Regions from separate parts of the Triticum aestivum genome. Here region 1 is linked to region 2. Evidence: chromatin contacts called from public Hi-C data. All regions are on one chromosome and are shown on one strand. The core of a region is the stretch at or near the end of the contact, and the rest is flanking DNA. Distances in the headings are between cores, read along the strand shown.

What was found. Hi-C and Micro-C count contacts between places; a contact is called where the count stands out from the background.
Region 1: a contact with region 2 is called in a Hi-C map of leaf, with 5 times the contacts expected there. The contact joins the promoter of LOC123181121 here to the enhancer-like site in region 2. A contact is called at or near these places in 2 of 5 Hi-C or Micro-C datasets (both in leaf).

What each region holds. Positions count from the first base shown.
Region 1 is chr1D:225,563,154-225,566,544 of IWGSC CS RefSeq v2.1, reverse strand. It overlaps LOC123181121 (endoribonuclease Dicer homolog 3b), which reads right to left and starts at 1,911. Exons shown (of 25, transcript XM_044593349.1): 1 at 1,669-1,911; 2 at 1,398-1,581; 3 at 1,164-1,277; 4 at 453-587; 5 at 224-293. The coding sequence starts at 1,763.
Region 2 is chr1D:225,396,077-225,399,456 of IWGSC CS RefSeq v2.1, reverse strand. No RefSeq gene overlaps it. Among protein-coding and RNA genes, the nearest start is that of LOC123181120, 16 kb to the right of the region's middle. Within about 2 kb of position 1,371, at least 1 of the 8 cell types and tissues checked has an H3K27ac peak or open chromatin away from gene starts, as enhancers often do. A contact at or near this core is called in leaf, where this site is marked.

The DNA.
Region 1 (3,391 bases), core at 662-3,161, 170 kb before region 2:
GCAGTAGGGCACTGTTGGCACAACAGAGTATCGCACTTCAGGAAGTGTATGATCTTGTGGGGGAGAAGATAAGAGCACTGAGCACGACACATGGTACATAACAGTCATACAACATGCTGATTTCAAGAACCAAAATAGTGGTCGTTTGCCGGAAATATTGCTGAAGAATAATCGCAGAGGGTATAAAGAAAGGAAGCACATGAGTCATGTGTAGAATGCTTACCTTTAGTAGCAACAGGAGATGCTGTCATTCCAAATACAGCTGGCCTCCACTGAGAGCCAAGGTAAAATTCCTACAGACTCAAAAGAGAAATAAACCGTTAGGAAATTCGACATGCCAAACTATGAAAAATACTGCTATTCTACGAAACTTCTTTACTTTCAAAAAACTGCATGAGAGGCAAGCCAAAGCATATCTACAGATGTTGTTAAAACAAGAAAAATCCCATTACCTTCATTATTCGTGTATATGGGTGGTTTCCACAGGCACGATGGCATTCATCAAATATTAGCAGGCTCACTGCACTCATTGTTACAAAGGCATGCCTCAGGGCATCCAACAATATCTGGGGCGTCATAACAGCAATCTGAAACACATAATAGAACGCATAATAAGATCATTGTTCCAGGAAAATTCATATTTTCAATCAAAGTTGTCAATAGAACGCATAATAAGCGCAATACGGCAGGTAAAAAACATAGGAATATCCACAAAACTGGATTAGAATTTAGAAAGACACATAATCCAGATAACTTTACCAAGTGGCAAATTTGCAAGAGTTTTTTTAAGCAACATATTTACAGGAGTTGTGAGATCTTGCGGATTCAAAGCAGTGTCCAAATTTAGCAGTGACTGCATTGAAAGGAAATTTTCTTTTATTAGGACTTGTGTCCAGACTCGAGACCCCAGCTATTTCAAAGTCACGGCCCTTCAGCAAATTGCTTTAGTCGACTGCCCTCACGCTAAAGAATACTACTCAAATAACAATGGCATCGATCTACATGCGATCCGAAGCTGCTATCACCCAGAAACCAACAATGTTGGTTCCTTGTCAACAAGTCATTCATCAAGCACTTGGTGAGCACGGTACGTGTACCAATTCAGTGTGCATTCGGATCAACCAATGACCGTGCCGCGGGATAGAGTAAACCCCGACACTTACCTCCTTGCTCCCAACTTCCTTGTTCCAGCGGTCGGTACTCCAGTCGCCGACCCCCGAAGCTCCGTAGCACTCAGCGGCGTCGAGGTCCGTGTACTCCCGAATCACCTCGAATTGCTACAGCGCGAGCCCAAGCAGCATTCGGCGATCAGGGCCATGGCAGCTGCGAATGCGAAGCGAGAAAACGGCGCAGACGTTGCCGTCGCGAATCGGTCGCTGCAGAGTCCAGAAGCGCACCTGGTGGACGAGGTGCACGGTGGGCGCGAGGAAGACGACGATCCGGCGGGGCACCTCCCCGGCGCGCACGCGGCCCACGTGGTGGCGCGCGAGCAGGACGGCGACCATGGTCTTTCCGGAGCCGGTGTCGAGCACCGCGATGGTGTTCCCCTGCAGCGCCGCCTCGAACACCTCCACCTGGTACCTGCGCCGACACAGACACGGAATGGGTAACCCCCATCAGCTCTAGGAATGCGGGCGCCAGAGAACTGCGGAGAGAGTAATGCGCGACCTCCTCGGCTGGAGCTGCCTGTGGGGGCGGCGAGGCGGCGGCGGCGGCGGAGGCGGGGGGATGGGGCCGTCGTCGTCGGCCATGGCCATGGCCATGGGGTTGGGTTCGGTGCGGGCGAGTGGGCGAGGCGGGGGTGGGGGAAGCGCATGTCTGTAGGCCAGCCGTGTATATAAATCGGCGCCGGGGATGGGACGGGAGGTGGGAGACTGGGCGGAGGAGGGGAGAAGGCAAAGTGCGTGAAGTGGAGGTGTGGGTTGCGCTGCGTTCGTTGGCGCGGAGAGGAGGTTTGGGGGGAGGAAAATGACTCAAGAGTGATGGAGGCTTCATCCGAGCGGCTGACTTGTGGGGTCATCTTGTCAGAAAGCGTGAATGCTTTTTGTCCGCGATATTCTTTGTGGGTCATCATGCCAACCGCCTGAGCGTCTCAAACCTTTGCACCCATTGTTTTTCTTGTTCTTTTTCCCTTTTCCATTTTCGAAGAAACGACAGTTTCTCGGCCATGGACATACGTTCTTCAGTGTACATGGCCTACCAGCGTTCTTTGTCTGTGTGGTTTCGACCCCAACACTCCGATTGTTGTGTCCTTTTCAGCCTTCGGCTCGTCGGCTCCACCTCCGACAGTTCGGATCTGCCTTCCCTTTCAGCTCCTGGCTTTGCCCGTGGCGTCGGCACTCTCTACCCTGACGCCTTCTCGGCCATGTCCATCTCATGGTGTGCCAGTCACAAAGCTCGCTTTTTTCGAGGATGCCCGGGTGCCACCCTCTGCCGACAAGCGCAACCCCCCTCCCCCATCCTGAGGTGGTGGTCTCGACCAGCAGGCTAACTTTCTTACCCCTGGACCTTGATCTGGCGGTAATGGGATTGCTCTAACTCGGGCCAGGGCGAAATCCCAGCTCAGCTCGCCCACGATGGCAGCAATGGCGCCGCTTGCGGGTGTTGTTTTCCTTCATGGAGGCGCTGCCATGGCCTTTATCTATGCCCCTCTTTGAGCAACGGGGGAAATCTTAGGTCTGGTTCTTCGAATCGGATGGTGGTGCCTCATGGCATCACTCCCCTTTTGGAGACGCTATCTTGCTTGCTCGCGACGTCGACAATGTTGGCTTTGGAGATGTTTGACGTCATGTCGGTTCGCCCTGGTCCTAGGCTTGATGGTTTTAGTTTGTGTTTTTCCTATGTTCGGGCTGAGCACCCCTTGTCTCTCTGCTCTAGGTACCATGTCTATGTCTTCTCATATATTTGTTCGTGTCATGTGTTGTATCTTCTCATATAATACTTTTTATGTCTCTTTCTATCAATTAAATAATATGCCCACGCCTTCTCATGTATTTGTTCTTGCCATATGTTGTATCTTTTCGTGTACTCATTTTGTTTCTTTCTATCAATGAAATGTGTCTTCTCATGTATTTTGTTCCTACCATGTGTTGTATCTTCTCATATAATATTTCTTATGTCTCTTTCTATCAATTAAATGATATGCCCACGCCTTCTCATGTATCTGTTTTTGCCATGTGTTGTATCTTTTCATCTGTTCTTGCCATGTGTTGTATCTTTTCATGTACTCATTTTGTTTCTTTCTATCAATGAAATGATAGGCATTACGAATGTTTTCGACCTAATTTTGCATGAACTTCACATGAGATGTTCAGTTTTCGAGGAGATTCCCGCATCACCAACAGGATCTCCGAACCAGCACGTTTACGAACACCCAGCAGTAGAGAAATGA
Region 2 (3,380 bases), core at 122-2,621:
TCCGAAGTGTTTTTCCTGAGAGGATGGCCAACGTAGTGTTACAAATTCCACTAAGTGTGCGTGTGGTGGATGATTTTGTTACCTGGCCTCATGATCGATTTGGATCCTACTCAGTCAGATCGGCATATAACTTGGCCAAGTCTGAGAAATTTCATGCTACTCTTAATTCTTATGGCCACAGTATGCAATCAGACTTTAGTGCTGAAGAGAAAAGATGGTAAGCTCTTTGGAAGATCAATGCTCCAGGAAAGATGAAGATCGTTCTTTGGAGAATAGCCCGCGATTGTCTGCCGACGGGCAGTCAGTTGCTACGGCGCCATGTTTCGAATGTAGGGGCATGTTTTTTCTGTAGCAGAGAGGAGCGGGCTGAGCATCTCTTTCTGTTTTGCCACTTCGCGCGTCGGGTATGGCGAGTGGTGAAGCACAATTTAGGCTTCCATCTGTGTCGTAAAGGTTTTGTTCATACCAAGCAGTGGATATTTGATTTCATTCAACGAGCGACCTCTCTCGAGGCCACGGCTTTGGTAGTAACAATTTGGCACATTTGGGAGGCCCGGAATGATGTAGGAAACAATGATGTTAGGATGCATCCTCGCAGAGTGGCTGAGAAAGCTTTGGCTTATATTGACTTCATTGTGCAGAATTGTGGTAGAACTGCATTTGCTATAAGGGGTGATACCCTAGTATCTCCTGACGGCAGATGCAGTGGCCGTTAATGTGGATGTTGCACTCTTAAGGAGTCTCGGCGGATGGGAACTGGCGTTGTAATCAAGAACCACGTCGGAGATTGCTTCTTGGCTTGCCGCGAGCATGTTGACGAGATTACCGCCCCAGAATTAGTTGAAGCACTGGCGCTACGTCGTGCGGTGGCTCTCGCCCGTGAGGAAGGATTTTCAAGGGCCGTTTTCCAGTCACACTATTTGTTAATTATCCGAAGAACCAATGCTTCGACGGTTGATCGCTCGCCGATGGGGCTCATCACTGCTGATATCAAGGAGTTGGCATCGGTCTTCTTGTCTGTTCACTTTAGTCATGTAAATCATGTCAAATGTCGCGGCACGTATTCTAGCTAGATCTTGTGAGTCCTCTAGTGACTCTATTTTTCATGTAACTCTGGATTGTATCCGGGGGCACTCTCTTTTGATTATACTTGATCAATAGAGTGCGATATTCCTCAAAAAAACATCCAACCATAGGTTGATTCACGTCTGACCCCGGGTTGAATCGTTAACCTGATGGCCTTTCCCGTGCCGTGAATGAAAATAATAATGGGAGAGCCGATCCAAATGGTCGTCCAACACGGTGGTCCATGGACATCACATCAGGACCATGTGTGACGCCGTATGCATCACGTCATTATTGTTTGTCAGCATTGGCCCTCCGCTTTCGGTATGCTACTCTTTTCGGCCCTCGAGGGCATCTCCAAGGTCGTCTACATTATTTTGTCCGCATGATGGATTAGTGCAGATACGGATACGAAAATCGACCATCGTACCCACGACAATACCTTCATGAATGGGGCGATGTCAAGACGTTGTCGATGTCCGATCCGGCGAACCGGACCTAAGGTTTCCCTGGCAATATGAGAAAATTAAACTGTGATGTTCATAGCGTACGATCACAACCTAAAAAAGTGGATGTTCATAATATTTACATGAGTCTGATCACAAAAGATATAGTCCGGCAATCCGTGCAAAAGAAAATGTATTTCTGCCCTCCTAGACCGGTTCTCCGAGCCTCACCGCTCACTCTAATGCCACCTCCTCCTCACCAGCCGCCTCCTTCTAGGCCAATATCCTAACACGGACGGAGCGCACAATCATCGCCTCATCAGGATCCAATTCGTCCTTCCTCATGGTCAACATCTTGGTATCTGAGGAAGCGGTTGAGACATACCAGCGAACAGAGAGCTAGCACCGAGCTAATCCACGCCCAGCTTCCGCAATCGAACAAGCTGCGGCGATGCCGAGTCGGCAAAATGGAGCGGCCTCGCGTTGACGTCGGCGCAATATGACATGTGTCCAGCGGCGGAGGTCGAGGACTGTCGTCCGAACTGCTTGGAGGCATAGAAGTAGGGTGACTGGTATTGCCCCAGCCAAGGCGGCGTGTGCATGGACGATGGTGGCGACGCCCAGCATCCCCGCCCCCTGCCCACGCCCTCTTGATGTTTTGCTTACTTTTGATGTCACGCGCTTGTAGTGTCGCCGAGTTGATTTGGGGGCGGCCACCTTCTCTAGATCCTCCACTTCCACCAGATCTGGCAGGTCTTTGTACGGGTCCATGCGGCGGTGGACGGCAAAAAGCACGGGAATTGGAGTGAAGGGCGACGATGATCAGAGCAGAGAGTTGGGAAGGGCAGGGTTTGACACGAAAACAGTGCAGACCGCTTCAAATGTGCAACGTTCACCTTGATTTTTGTGTGAACGGAGAATGTAGGAGTCCAACGTGATGGAGGTCCTAGGCACAGGCGCGTCCGCGAACACCCACGGAACCATGTTTAAATGGTAAATCATGTTCAGACAATTTAATCCGGACAATTGCGGACATTTTATGGGTTCTCGTTGAAGATACCCTAACTTCTTTCTTTATAGTGGCCCTGGCGAAACAAGTATACACAAAAGAAAGAAGTTGCATATGTTTAAACGCTTCTGCATTCATACCCAAAATGGAAAGGATGCTGTGTTATCTAAGCTTTTTCTTTTTTCCGTTCGAATATTGCAGTGTCAGTGTTATCCTCGGGGTTTTTTAGAACGTGTGTTATCCTCAGTTGCCCTACCATTTAGCTAGGAACGTGGTCCCACGAACCAACCTGTGGTTGGATGGTTAGAGGGACAGTGGTATCCTCAGCCCACCAGGATTCAAGTCCTGGTGCTCGCATTATTCTTGGATTTATTTCAGGATTTTCAGCGATGCGCTTTCAGTGGGAGGAGCCGTTCGCGTTGACGACGAGGCGCCTATGGTGACTTCATAAATCTCAAGATGATATGCCGACTCAGTCTCTCGGAGGTGCTCATAGGGGTAGGGTATGTGTGTGTGTGCGCATTCATAGAGATGAGTGTATGCGCGTATGTATGAGCGCTTGCGTCTGTACTGTGTTAAAAAAACTAGGAACGTGGTCCCGAGCCAGATGAAGCAACATCACAAAGGGCGTACTTGGTTCTCATCTGACTTTTTACCGGCATAGCATACACTTTTTATTTGAGTCTGGCTAAGAAAAAAAGGCAAAAAAACATATATATCTTGTTTGGTTGTCTGCATACTCTTTGTCTGCACTAAAGGAGGTTTGCACACAGTATTTAGTGTCATGTATTGTCTGAACTCACACGTCTACACGCTTTTTGGTTGCACACAGGCTTTAAGGTGTGCTAACCTTGTACCCT